Regions from separate parts of the Mus musculus genome. Here region 1 is linked to region 2. A link is a contact called in public Hi-C data. All regions are on one chromosome and are shown on one strand. Each heading gives the region's core, a stretch centred on a gene start, on an enhancer-like site or on the middle of the called end of the contact. The rest is flanking DNA. Distances are from core to core; before and after follow the strand shown.

Region 1 (7,236 bases), core at 4,012-6,511, 190 kb before region 2:
AACACAAGGACTTTGCCAGCATTATGGGTGAGGTGAGAAAAGAGCCATTCCTGAAAGAAAAGTTTTGGGGGTGTGGTGGAGCAAAGAGATGGCCTCATGGGTAAAGTGCTTGCCTCAGACGTGTGAAGACTTGAGTTCAAATCCCCAGAACCCATGTATAAGATGAGATGGCACACATCTACAAACCCACTGTTCCTATGGGGAGGTGAGAGGCAGAAAGACAGGCAAAGCCCCAGAAGCCTTTGGGCCAGCCAGGAGTGAGTGGCAGTTAGTGACTAAAGAGGCCTTGTCTCAACCATGGGAGAATGTGAAGACTGACATCTGAGGTTGTCCTCTGAGTTCCACATTGTGCCCACACACTGGCACACATGCACACAACACATGTATCATACACACACACACACACACACACACACACACAAGACTTTTGTAGGGATGTCACACTAGCAGCAATGATCCAAACTCAAGGTCTATTGGTACTGCGGTTCTCTTCTGAACTACCTCAGGCATTTGAGTGACTTGAATCACTGAACTGACTTGCAAAACTTTGCCCACTGCCACCCCACAGCTTTTCAGAATTTGTGGGAATTGACGGCCTTGCATCAGGACCTTGGGAAGAGGGGCTGGCCACAGAGGAAAGCATACATTCTCACTTAGTATGTCCCCCTACCCCCTAGGGATGGCTGCTGTGGACCACATCAATGCTGTCCTTCAGGAAGGTGACCCCGAGAACACACTGCTTGCACTGAAGAAACCAGAAGCCCAGCTGCCAGCTGTCTATCCCTTTGCTGCTGTTATGTATCAAAATGAACTCTTCAACCTCCAGAAACAGAACACATCGGTGAGGCACAGCTGTGTGTGTATGCTCATACCAAGTCCCAGCAAGAAGGAAGGATGTTGAGAGAAGCGGGGAGTCAGGGTCTGGGATACAGCATCTCCTGCTGTTACACAGACCCAGCCACAATGGTCCCTGGTGCCAGTCCCAGGGTTTAGTTTCCCTTTAACTCTTGCTTTTAGTCCAAGAGGAAAATGCTGAGGGCATACATAGCAAATTCAGGGGTAGTGTGCACAGAGATACATGAGAACAGGCTATTGCTGTTTTCTCTGTGTATGTGTTTGGGCTGAGAAGGGACAGGACTCAGAATTCCTGCTGCTCTTGCAGGGACCCAAGATCTGTTCTAAGCACCCAGGTTAAGCAGCTCATAACTGCCTGGATTCTAGCTTCAGAGAGATCCAATGCCTCAGGCCTCCAAGGGAAGAGCGCTTGCAGACTCATATTCATTCACATACAGGCCCACACAGAGATTAAAAATAACGTGGAATAATTTTGACTGTATTGAAATGTGCTTTAAATCAGTATTTCTAGAAATCTGTTGCTAAGAACATTAGCAGCATGGCTTTTAAATTTTGTAAATTTATGATTCTTAGTATGTGAAAAGTATTAAATAGTCATTTTCATATAGATGTTTGTGAATGAAAATGAGTGTGCGAGTGTGTGTGTGTGTGTGTGTGTGTGTGTGTGTGTGTGTGTGTGTGTGTGTGTAAAATTAGATTGGTGGTTACGCAGATATTTCCCCAGGTGTAAGTATAAATATTGGAGCAGCTGGCTCCTGGAGAGAGGCTGGTATGTGAAATTGTGCCCTGTGTATCTCAAAGGCTCATGATTCTGTTGTGTTCTGACAACTGAGCCTGAAGAACAGGAAACAGGAAGCTTAGCCATAGAGATGTTTCCCAACATGTCTATTAGTCTGAGAAAAAAGAATCTAGCTCCATGTTGACTGATACTAATAGAAGAGTACTTAATTTGTGGTATTTTTCCTCTGCTTGGAATACCGTGCAACCAGCGTAAAGGATGGTAGGAAAGTAATAAGGCCCTGTGAGATAACCTGATAAGTACAAGGCAGTTGCCACCCAGCCTAAGGACCTAAGCTTGATTTCTGGGTCCTACACAGTAGAGGGAGAAAACTGTCTCTCATGAGTTGCTCCTGACATCTGCATACACACACAGACACACACACACAGACACACACACACAAAATAAATGCAGGTAAATAAATTTAATGAATAATGATCATCACAAAAGGTCCCCATTAATTGGAAAAAAAGCCACAGACTGACATTTATTGGGAAATGGTGCATATTATATAATTCTTCAAAAGTCAATTATAGTGAATAACACCTATAAATCTTAGTGGGTTAGAAACAAGCAATTATAGCCTAAAAGGTTTAGATTATAGAATGTATATTTTAAAAAGGTGTGTGTGTGTGTGTGTGTGTGTGTGTGTGTGTGTGTATGTGTGTGTGTGTGAGTGCCTATAGAGGTCTAAGGTGTTAGCCTGGAGCTAGAGTCACAGTTATAAGTTTCCTAGCAGTTCTGAGATTTGAACTCAGGACCTCTAGAAGAGCAGAAAGAATTCTTAACTGCTGAGCCATCTCTCCAGTCCCTGGATTAGAGGATTTGTTGGTTTATTCTTATGTTCCAAGACCTCCCTCACTTTAACACACATTTTCTACCTAGAAACAAATACTTTATACTAAAAGGAAAAAAAAAAACAGATTTTTTTTTAAGCAACATACTTGTCCTTTTTCTCCTCCTCCACTTCTCCTAGATTTGAAGCTCAGACACTCAAGTCTAGCTCTGCCATGAGTCAGTGTCATCCAAACAGCAGCCAAGTCTTCTCTTCCTGCCTTCCTGTCCTTTTGTCTTAACCTACTGGACAGGGGTGACTAGTGCATTAGAAGAGAGAGAGGGGAAGTACTTAAGCATTGGCTGTAACCTTGTAGCCAGTCACAGTGCATCAGGTGGCAAATGTATGGTCAATCTGTGTCATTAGATAAAATGCGCCTTTGCTTGCTACACTTTCTTGTTTGCTATAAAACACAAAACGTGCATTATCATGCTGAAATCAGTTTGTTTTAAGATTTTCTGTGGTGATCCAGAAAGCTATAATGTATATATTAATATAAATATACTTTGTATGGACAATATTCTAAATACATCGTGATATATTCAGTTTTTAAAGTAAATCTTTTAAAGTTGCCTCCCTTCAATATAACAAAAGAACTATCCCTTTTGAAACTGATTAAAATCATATAAAATGAAAGCTAACGCATTTATGAATAATCCAAATAGATTCATGAATATGTAAATTTGGAGGTACTTCCTTGTGTTACGCCCACCCCCCAAAAAACTAGTTTCACCTTAAATTGCATCAAATATCTAAACCTTATAGCACATTTTAAAGTTTCTACCCAATTTGTAACAGCAAAATTAGCTTTTGGGGGCTAGAGTCAACTTCCTCAGCTTAAAGATTGTATTTGTTTTTCCAGGTTTATAACATTTAGTTAGGTAAAGCCCTTCTTTCCTGGACCCGGTTTCCAGTCATTTACTGTACTGAGATCTTAACTGGACCTCTCAGCCTGTTTTGTCTAACCACTGGCTTAATTGCCAGGTTGGATGGAGCCTGGTAGGCAGGCGGCACCTCTGGGAGCCGCGGTGGGATACATATTTGTGACATTGTAACTGTGGGTTATACATAACACAGCCCCCAAAACAATAATCTAAGGGAACCTAGGAGCCATTTACGTGGCTTTCCTGAAAGCCAATGAAGAGCAGGTGGGCATGCTCATTGTCATATGCATCCCGTGTCCAAAGCACATCTGTGCCGTGCATGCGATGCCGGGAGCTCACTCTACCCTGTGTTTGCCAACAGAACTACTTGGCCCACGAGGAGCTCCTGATTGCCGTGGAAATGTTGTCTGCCGTTGCTCTGCTAAACCAGGCCTTGGAGAGCAGTGACCTCGTGGCTGTGCAGAACCAACTCAGAAGCCCCACCATAGGCTTCAACAATCTGGATGAGGCACACGTGGACCGGTAAGGAGCACTTCCCGGATGCTCTTTCAGGGTGGAAAAAAAAAGTGCTTGGCAGATCCCCCCACCCCCACCCCCAAGTGGAAAAGTCCACATGTCCTGCTTGCATTTTCTCAAGAGCGGTCTGCTCTGCCACAGGGGCTTCTTTATCCTCCTCTCCTAGAGACAAAATTGTCATCTTGTATTAACAACTGACTTTATTCCAAGTTGATACCTAGAGGAGCTGTGAAAATACATCAACCAAAGAGTACACATGGTGGGACTCGTGACTCCAGCTGCATATGTAGCAGAGGATGGCCTAGTCAGTCATCAATGGGAGGAGAAGCCCTTGGTCCTGTGAAGGCTCTAAGCCCCAGTGTAGGGGAATGCCAGGGCCAGGAAGCAGGAGTGGGTGGGTTGGTGAACAAGGGGAAGAGAGGAGGGGATAGGGGATTTTCGGAGGGGAAACCAGGAAAGGGGTTAACATTTGAAATGTAAATAAATAAAATATCTAATTTTAAAAAAAGAAAGAAAGGAAAGGGAAAAGAAAATACACCTTCCTGAATAGGGGAAGGATCGCTGCCCCACAAGGGATAGGAACTCTACAGGAAGACTAACAGTCAACTAACCTGGACCCACTGGGCTCTCAGAGTCTGAACATCCAACCAAAGAACATACATGGGCTGGACCTAGGCCTCCCTGAACATATGTAGCTTGGTCTTCAAGTGGATCCAGAGCAACTGGCATGGAGGGCTATCCCAAAAGCTGTCCCCTGTGTGTGGAATATGTTCTACTAGCTGAGCTGCCTTGTGTGGCCTCAATGGGAGAAGCACCGAGTCTCCCAGAGACTTAAAGTGCCAAGCTGGGAAGGGAAGATATCCAGGAGGGCCCACCTGCTCAGAGGAGAGGGGGAGGGTGGAGGAGAGAAGAATTGTAGGAGGGGGTGACTAGGAGGGGGCAGTGAGTGAGATGTAAAGTGAATAAGTAAAAAAATTAAATTTTTAAAAAAGAAGAAAAAAGTACACCTTCCTTCCAGCTTCTTTAGGAAAGTTAGAAGTAGCTGTATATACAATGTATCCATTCTATTGACAAGGAAACTTCTAAGGTTATGAACCTTAAGTGGAGCCCCAAACTCTCTCCAGTGGTTGTTGGCCTAAAAGAGCCTTGTAAGCCCTTTCGTTTTGGGGTCCCCGATAGCTGCATTTGCTAGTCAGGCGGACGACTTCAGTGGATCTACAGAGAGTGCTAAGGCTGGAATTAAAAGACAAATGAGAGGTTTGTTCTTTCTCTTTGCTTCTGGATTCTGAGGGCAGGGCCTTAGCACACTTGCAAAGCACTCAGCCCTGGAATGAGAGAGAGATCAGATAGGAAAAAGGAAAGGAGATGAGTGGCCCCTAAATTGCTGTGACCACCAGGGGGAGATGTCTACCCAGATCCTGATGAAAATTTAGCCAGTGATTCTAAACTGGCTCCAGATGGAGAGCTAGAGCTGCATCACGCGCAATTGCAAAGGAAACTGAAAGAGTTCTTAGATTCTGAGGAAATGGTGACAGGTCACTTGAGCATGCACAAAATGGCAGAAAAGAAGCGTCTTCCTGAAGACGCTTCCCTCCTCCTGATCTCTATGAACAAAACCCCTTGCTCTCTCAGGCAGTGACTCCTCCCTCCACTCCTGTCAATCACAGCACCCCTTGCTCTCTCAGGCAGTGACTCCTCCCTCCACTGCTCCTGTCAATCACAGCAGACGCTGCTCCAAGCTTAGAAATCTGTCTGATGTCAAGTTTTCTTCTGCCCCTGGCCAGCACCTTCTGTGCCCAGCTGATCTCTGTGTCCAGTCCTCAGCTAAAGGCTCCCTCTCCAGGGACCACCGTCATAGCAGTGTCTCTCCCTTTGTGCAGTAGCAGTGTCCATGATGAAGCTCCCACCTCTTTCTTCTCCTCCTCAGGTCGCCAGTCACACTTATCTAACCAACTTCTGAGCCCTCCTGATGCTGGAGTATGAGTCACAGCTGCTCGCTCCTTGGAGAGTTACATGTAACCGTGACTCTTAGCAAAGCAATTGTCAAACATACCGGGCCACCTGCCCTCTGACTGACAGTACTTCTCCCATCCAGTACTCTAGCCGTCCACTCTGTTGATCAAAATTGCCCCCATCTACAAATACCACTTAAGGAAAGGGACTCGCTCCATTCGAGAGCCACATTGCCTGCACGAGCCAAGTTCATGATATAATAATAACTTAAGGACAGGGGTCACCCTGGCATAGTGGCACACACCTGTGATTCCAACATGAAGGCACAGAGGCAGGAAGATGAATTCAGAATTCTCCTTGACTATATAGCAAGTTTGAGGCCAGCTCAGGCTACATGAGACTATTTCAATATGAAAATATTACATATATCTGTATGAGTATGTGTGTGTATATATATGTATAATTTATACAATTACACACACACACACACACACCACCACCACCACCACCACTACCATCACCACTACCAACATTAACAACAATAACAGCAAAGAAGAACAGTCTTGTTTTAGTGCATAGTTGAACCCCTCTGGTCCAAATCCAAGTGGCATCATGGTTTTAGACTTCTATGGGATATATAACAGAGGGGCCAGCAGGCCCAGTGTTGTTAGTGCTGGCCTGGCTGAAGCATATATATATATATATATATATATATATATATATATATAAATGTATATTTATGTGTGTGTGTGTAGTGTGTGTGTATTATATATATATATATATACATATATGTATGTATGTATATGTATATATTATATAGGCTGAAGCATATATATATATATATATATTATAACACACACACACACACACACTGCAGCGATGACTTTGTACTGAAGAGCCTTCACTTGAGGGGACTGTGAAGTCCTATGGGCTCCTTCCTAAAACTTCCCTTTGGCTCAATGGCACACATTTCTAAGGGGATCCTGGGTGTTGTCTATTCCAGTCCTTAAGGATTCCTACAGAGCCATCACTTATATTTTTATTAAGTCTACAAGAGGCCCCGAAAGGCTTTGTACATTCTTAAAGAATGGCCTTGGTCTCTGAGGAAGGCTAGCCAGTACAGATCTCCAGGAGTCCCTGCTGTTGGTTTCATCTGTGCTACTTGTTAGATGTCAGTAACATAACTTCTTTGTGACTTTGTGAGGCAAAATTCTCAAGCACAATCCCTGGCCCATTTCGGCCTACTTTGGCCTACTTTGGGTTGGCCTCCATTGGTGTCCATCATTCGTCATCACTGCTTCCTGTTTTGCAGAACTTTTTTTCTTCTTAAGCTACATTGTATAAAAGACACCTCAGTGTCACTGGTAGCATGAAGAACTTTGGGGACTTTTGTCGCCTCCAGGGAAACACTTAGG
Region 2 (7,429 bases), core at 3,960-6,459:
TTGGCTTGGGCACTAATGCCTAAAATCTATCCTAGGAGATTTCTAGCTAATGGTTCCTGGCTAGCCCCTGTCTCGAATTCTCATAGGAGTCCGTTTTAGGCATTAGTGGCCAACTAGGGAGGTTATTTCTTTGGGTGCTGATGTTATTATCAGTTTTGTCTATGGCTGTCGTCCAGACCTCTCGGCCCCACTGTGTACAATCTGAGAGATGTGAAGTGAGGAAGGGAGCCTTCAGCTTCTAAGTACCCCTCCAGCTCAGATGATCTGTAAGTCTAAGAAAGCCAACACCCAGGGGGATGCCTGAGAGTGTCCGAAGGAAAGGTGCTCAAGCAGGATGTAGCAAGTACTGAGGAATGGCAGGAGGCATACTTGACCTGGAAACGGGCAGGCAAAGAAATAATAGAAGACCAAGCCAGATACTGTGTGTGTGTAAATCAGGGATGGGATAGATAGCAGGAGTATACCTGGGAAAATTTTGTGTTTTACAAAGGGAAGTGGGACACTTTCATTCTATAAGGAAGTGGACTGTTTCAGCGGCCATTTCGACAGATTTACTCTAACTGCTATGCAGTGGGAAGACTGCGGGGCAGGGGGTGGGATAGTAGAAGGTGATGGATGAAAGGACGGAGTCCACTCACGGGCTATTGAGGCTATTGTAATAATATATGCAGAAGGTAGCCAGCACTAGAGCCAGGGTGGGATTTGGGATATGACATCAAGTGGAATTGCTGACAGATCAGATGTGGAACATAAGTAGTCAGGAGCAAAGCAAGTCTTTTTTTTTTCCCTTAATCTGAAGAACTGGAGGGAAAGAGGTATGGCCTGAAGTGATGAGGAGAGTGTACAAAGAAAGGTGAGGTGCTAGGCGAATACATCAATACTCTAGTGTGAGACTTACCCAAAGGAAATGCTAGGTGAATATTTTATTTTATTTTAATTTTTTTAATGTATGTGTGCTCTGTCTGCATGTACACCTGCATGCCCGAAGAGGGCATCAGCTCCTTTTATAGATGATCATGAGTCACCATGTGGTTGCTGGCAATTGAACTCAGGATCTGTGGAAGAGCAGTCAGTGCTCTTAGTCAGAGAGCCATCTCCCCAGTCTCTGGATGAATATGTTCTGTCTGTCCTGGAGAAATCTAGGGTAGAAAAAGTTGTGGAGTTGCTAATATATACAGTACTTCAAACCACAGGAGTGGATCAATCAACCAATGAACAAATACACATTTTGGAAAGAAACTCAAAAGATTAACCCAGAGTGTAGAGAGGCCAGCAGTGTGGTACCACCATCAGAGGATCAACTGCCAATGAGGAGACTCAAGGGCAGGTGGGACCTGGGGAGGTCAACTGTATCATTTCTAAAGTTGGGTATTAGGAGCCTGGAAAGTGACTAAAGGATTTATCATGTAAAAGAAGTTTATTGCTAGCCTTATCGAGCATGTCTGCTCAATGGATGGGTGAATGAATCGAGCAGCTTTTCTTCCAGCTATAGCTGGCCAGGGACTTCACTGTTCCAGGAAGAGTCACTTGTTTTTAACAAAATAAATGAATAATGCAGAATTCTGTTTCTTTTTTTTAAAAGACTTATTTATTTATTATATGTAAGTACATTGTAGCTGTCTTCAGACACTCCAGAAGAGGGAGTCAGATCTCGTTATGGATGGTTGTGAGCCACTATGTGGTTGCTGGGATTTGAACTCTGAACCTTTGGAAGAGCAGTCGGGTGCTCTTACCCACTGAGCCATCTCCGCCAGCCCAGAACTCTGTTTCTTTTCTTGCCTCTTCTCCCACAGTCTAAATGTCCTCTTCAAATTACAGTGAGTGGAAAAACACAGGAAGCCCCCTGTCTCTGGCACCCAGGCACTCAGGTGTCAGCTATTCCTGAGTGTTTCACAGATTCATGCAATAGATACCCCAAGGCTGTTCAGGCAAATGAATCATCAGATTAAAAAGAAAAAAAAAGCTGCAAGATTTGAGAAAAACACCTGCAAAACTGTCGTCTATGAATATACTTCATTTGTTCATTTTGACTGCTCGGGAGACAGTGGCAGGTGGATCTCTGTGAGTTCAAGGTCAGCCTGGTCTCTAGAGTTTCAGGACAGCTAACATTACACAGAGAACCTTGTCTCAAAACTCCCCTCCCCCCTCCAATCACATTAACTAATTAATTACTGTGGTGGTGCTGGGGTTGAAATTCAGAGCTTTGAGTATGCCTGGCAAGCTCTTTACCCCTGAAATACATCCCCAGACCAATAAACCACCATCTTGAAATTATTAACGGATAGCATTGTTCACTAGAACCATTTCTTGGAAATTTTGGTGATTCAAACTCAGTTCCTATGACGTGAGTGTCTGTGGAGCTTGGAAGCGTCTGGAGGCTTACACATGGTTCTCTGAAGAGAAGGATTTCTCACTGAAGGCAATCACCAAACAGCGGCTCTCTCTTCTGTGCCAGGCGAGGTCGGTGCTACTTCATGGGCATCCTCAAATGCACTCTACAAGAAAGGAGCCACTATCATGGCCAGATAACATGGTGGTAATTACACTGTATGAGGTAGGAAAGACTGGAGGATCATCAGAGATGAACTGGTGTCTCTCTTCAGGAGTAGGCTGGCCCTTTTCAGAATGGGATTCTGTTGAGTAGGCTCAGCATCATCCAAACTGAGGTGTTTTAGGGCAGGAAGGGCAGAGACAGCAGCATACACCAGGGCAGTTAACAGACGACCCAGGGCGTGGGCCTTCTTGAACAAAGAGGTTAGTTTCCATGTTCTATCCCAGGATCAGTGAATCAACCCTCCAGAGAGGAACTTGGACCCTACCATAGAAAAAACACCCCAGAGGACCTCACTGCTGCACAGTGGTCCCTTGAGTCATCACTGGCTACTTTAGAATTGTCCAGGATCATGTATGTAGGTACACACACACTACATAAATACATAAACACATGTAAAAAGAACACATTAAAATACTAACTTATGGCCCCACTCTCTCCTAGTTCTTCCCTTCCTGGTAACAGCATTTCTTTGTATAGATCTGGCTGTCCTGGAACTCTCTCCAAAGACCTGGCTGGTCTCAAACTCAGAATTCCAACAGCCTCTGCCTCCCAAGTTCTGGGACTAAAGGTGTGTGCCACCACCGCCTGGCCGCTTTCACCTATTGATTGACATAAGGAATGTTTAGGTTAGATTACACTCTGTGCTTTTAGAAGTCAATTTTCTGAAGGGAGGGTCCTGGAGCCACACCCTGAAAGCTGTGGTACAGGCGGTGGGGCAGGTACTCCTGAGAGAAAGGAAAGATTTTTGTTCTACTTCATATCAGAACCTCGTTTTATCCCTAGGTGTCTTTAAATAGACAAAATGCTAATCCCATTTCCATAAGTGAGAAATCAAAACATAGTGTGAATAGTTTATCCAAGGTTATAGAGGCACAGAAGGAGAGAAGCCAGACCACACCCAAGGCTACACAAAGGAAAAAGCTAAGTTCCATTCACATTCCCAAAGAACTTCTTTGAGACACAGCCACGGGAGACCCCTCCAGAGATGTTCCATTAAAGAGAATTGTCTCAACCCTTGGGCTGCTTTTTCTGACCACTCTTGAGTGTGTGTCCGTGTCCATTACCTGTCCATTTCTGTTATCTAGAAAGGAAGCATTCTATTTTCATGGCCTATTCAGGACCATTTGCTTCTCTTCCTTTGATTTCTGGCTGTGTGTGATCCCGTTGGGGCAGAATGAACAGGCAGAAGACTAACCATCCATCAGGCATGTTGAGGTGTGACCCAGATCTTGCATCAGATGGAAGCTGCATTCTACACACTTATGGGACATGGCGGTGACCACTTGGCTCAAGGCTGCGCAGATATTAATAACTATCAACAGTGACTGCCTGACCCTTCCCTCTGGAGTGGAACCCCTCTGCAACATGCCAGGTGGATGTCCTCAAACCTGAGAGAAATGGCTAACTCCGGTCTCTCTTCTAACTCTGTCATCATTTCAGAGCTGTCCAGGACTGCAGCCAGCCCTTCCTACATTGAAATCCCCTCTCCGTGGAGACACCTGCTTTGGGCTCATCCGAGTCTCTTCCGTTTATGAATCCTTCCAGTATCTTCTCTGTAATTCAAACCACAGTTTTCTTGAACAACAGTAAAGTCTGACTTATTGTCCTAGTTTTAATTTATTTTTAAGATAGGGTTCTACTATGTAGCCCAAATGGTCTCCAATTCTTTATGCTCCTGCCTCTGTCTCTGTGGGGGAGATTCACTCTGGTCCTTGGACATGCTAAGCATGTGCTCTACTACCAAGCTACACACCCCAACCCATGCTTATATATTTCTTTGGAACATGGGATCACGATGCAGAAGAGACCCGAGTGGAATCAGGTATAGAGCAACAAGTTGTGGACAAATTTCAGTCATAGACTTGAGCTTGGACATTTACAAACTGTGCCAAAGAACTGTGTAACCCCAGAGGCAGCAAACATTCTAAGTTCCATCTCCTATTCTGTAAAATGGGAAGACAGATGGAGCGGGCACATACAGTGCTGAGGGCATTAGACAAGCTAACAGTACTGAACCATTGGCGGTTAGTGCTTCCCACACATCCAGGTTTGTTTAATGACACTGGATAACAGATGAGTTAATCCCAGAACTGGTGGAACAATCCTGGCACCCCAGCACTTAGGAGGTCGAGGCTGGAGAATCGTCACAAGTTTGAAGTCAGGTGGGTAGTAGGGAAAGAAAGCTTTCGCAAAAAGGCAAACCAAGACAACAATCAACAAAACAATAACCAACAAGAACCCCTTTCATATCGGTCCCGCACTGCCCATTACACCACAAAGCCTTCCACACCAATTACTGAAGACAAAGGCAACTAGCATAGACTTTCTAACATTCACAGGATGACCTCACTGGTTCTCTGAAGTAATTAAAGGTTAAAGATAGTTTTGGACATCGCCCAGGCTCTAAAACCCTGGGTCCCAACCTTCCTGTCATTTGCATTCCAATGTAGCCACCTCACCGGTCCAGCCTCACCCGCAGGCGACTCCAGCAGCCAAGTGGACGCTGGCCAGCACACGGGAGCTACGGTCAGGCTGTGCTGGGCCAGGTGGCCCGGGGTGTGGCCTGCGTAGGACGTTCGAGGGGGCGTGGTCTCCTGGGGGCGTGGTCTTCCGCAGGTGCGTCTAGGGGCTCCGGTTTCACTGAAACAGGTCCCGCCCCAGGAAGGCTCAGTGAAGCTCGTGTTAAGGGAAGGGACCCTGTGCTCAGAGTAGGGCTCCGAGTTTCGAACCACTGGTGGCGGATTGCCCGCCCGCCCCACGTCCGGGGATGCGAAGTCTCAGCCTGGCGTGGCTGCTGGGAGGTATCACCCTTCTGGCGGCCTCGGTCTCCTGCAGCCGGACCGAGAACCTTGCACCGGGTGAGCTCGAGCGGCGAAGGAACGCTCTGGGCTGGTGGGGGAATCGGGGAAGGCGGGCACACCCCCTGGACACTCTCTGTAGCTTTGATGGGGGTCCCTAACCAGGACCAATCAGCCGGGACACCTAAGTGCCACCAAAGACGCGCTAGAAACAATCCTGGTCTGGGCACTTCCAATCTCTACTCGTCGACGTGGTTCGGGGAGATAAGGAAGGAGCGCCCGCAGGACTCAGCCTCCCCTCCCTGCGGTCGTTCCTTTACAAACACTGAGTCAGTAATTGGTTTTCGCGGACCCTGCGAACTACGTCCTATAGGGTCTTACTAGACCCCCGGATTATAGCAGTTTGATGGCTCACGTATGGGTGGAGTGAGTGGGAGCCCGTGCCCTGGGAAGTTCCCACCTCGAGTTTTACACTCGCACCCACCCACTCACTGAACCCTTTCTTTGCGGGTTGAACCACAGTGTTCAAGACCCACTCGGGGCTACGGTACCTGGCATCGCAGTGGATGCGCTGGGCACGGGACTCAGGCGGTTTGAATGTCACGTGGTGGTAGAAGGGGCCCTTTCGGACCCTTACCAGGTGAAATCTCCAGCCTAGAGATTTCGAGACCTTCCCGCCGCCGGGAGCGAACACTGGCAGCCACCCAGGTCTCTCTCTGAGGCTGCCATGCCCAAGGAACCGAACTGCAGGAAAGCGGTTCGGGGCGGTGCTCCTCTGGCCCGCTGCCGGCTTGGGCGTTGCAGCTCCTGGTGAGCTCGAACTGGCCCTTCTAGAAGCCACGGAGACCTCTGTAGGCTGTAGGGTGGGGTGGGGGGGTGTTTGCTACCAGTGATAGCGCTATTGCAAAACCCGGCCTGGCGTTTCCGTTCTAAACTTGCTGTAGTCTTAAAGGCTATTTCTCACTTTTACTTTGTCGTTAAGTTGTAGAAGAGCGTCCAACCCCTCTCCGTTTGCCTGTCATTTAAAGTTAGAAATTTAAAAACTCAGGAACAAAGTGTGTGCAAACTTAAAAAAAAAGTGGTTGGAGGTGATTACTTTCGTGATTTACCTAGTATAGGAAGCATACCCTGATTAGTCGGCTTCCTCTGTTTTCAGAGTGAGGAGATTGGGAGGTAGAGGTTCCTAGCGTACGTGGTGAACTTGATTTTAACAACAACAACAAAAAAATTGGGTTACTTGTTAACCCGAGCTACTTAATATCCCAACTTGGCTTTTCTCTCTGCATAATTATGCTCCATTGCCGGTAACTTTCCTAAAGAGTTAGTCTAGTAACAGAGACTTTAGATACCGGGAGGTATTGGGTCCGTCCCCCCCCCCCCATTGTAATTAAATTAATTTTGGTTAGGACACGGGGCACCTTGCTTGCCTTCTTTGCTCATGCCGCTTAGGTCTGGTCTTTCTGCGTGCTCCTTGGCCTGTTAAACAGCAGATTGAGCTTGGTTTTCTCCACCCCCAAAAAATTGTTTCTCGGAAAGGGTCCCAGCTGGGGGGAGGGGCACTGAATTGCGAATGTGACGTTTAAGTCAGTTTCCCACAGACACAATCACTACTACTGTCTCCCTCTCCTGCTCCCCTCCCCCTCTTCCATCTCCATATTTTGTTTCTTGATTTCTTGCCATGCTGGGCATCCAACCTAGGGCTTTGCACAGGCTGGGCAAGTGCTGGACCGTTGCTATTTTCCTAGTCACACAGTCAGTCCATTTCAGTTTTAAGACTGGATCTTCTTGGGTGTGTGTTTGTTTTTTTGTTGTAGTCTTCCTTTTCTTCCTTTGAATTAGTCTCATTGTGTATCCCTGGTTGCTCTGAAATTGTCTATGTTGACCACACTGGCCTTGAACTTGCAACACTTTTGTCTGTTCTCCTGAATGATGGGATTACAGGAATGCACTACCATACCTAGACAACATTTTAAAATGTAATTTTAGAAAAATTATGTGCACTGGTGTTTTTGCCTGCATTCATATCTGGGTGAGGGTGTTGGATCCCCTTGAACTAGAGTTACAGACAGTTGTGAGT

The links. Hi-C and Micro-C count contacts between places; a contact is called where the count stands out from the background.
Region 1: a contact with region 2 is called in a Hi-C map of regulatory T cells, with 3 times the contacts expected there. The contact joins the enhancer-like site here to the promoter of F2rl1 in region 2. A contact is called at or near these places in 3 of 39 promoter capture datasets (the 3T3-L1 cell line, liver and pre-B cells), 1 of 15 datasets of contacts at CTCF or cohesin (large pre-B cells), 2 of 484 Hi-C or Micro-C datasets (regulatory T cells and uterus), 8 of 115 datasets of contacts at active chromatin or transcription factors (embryonic forebrain, embryonic stem cells, epiblast stem cells and 3 more) and 5 of 9 other capture datasets (adipose tissue, embryonic stem cells, liver and 2 more).

What each region holds. Positions count from the first base shown.
Region 1 is chr13:95,718,151-95,725,386 of GRCm38.p6, reverse strand. Iqgap2 (IQ motif containing GTPase activating protein 2) reads left to right here. Exons shown (of 36, transcript NM_027711.1): 10 at 678-841; 11 at 3,714-3,874. All of the region lies in intron 1 of Gm52062 (a long non-coding RNA gene), which reads right to left. Among named protein-coding and RNA genes, the nearest start is that of Gm52062, 16 kb to the right of the region's middle. Within about 2 kb of position 5,261, at least 80 of the 459 cell types and tissues checked have an H3K27ac peak or open chromatin away from gene starts, as enhancers often do. A contact at or near this core is called in oligodendrocyte precursor cells and regulatory T cells, where this site is marked.
Region 2 is chr13:95,523,020-95,530,448 of GRCm38.p6, reverse strand. It overlaps F2rl1 (coagulation factor II (thrombin) receptor-like 1), which reads left to right and starts at 5,209. Exons shown (of 2, transcript NM_007974.4): 1 at 5,209-5,412. The coding sequence starts at 5,322.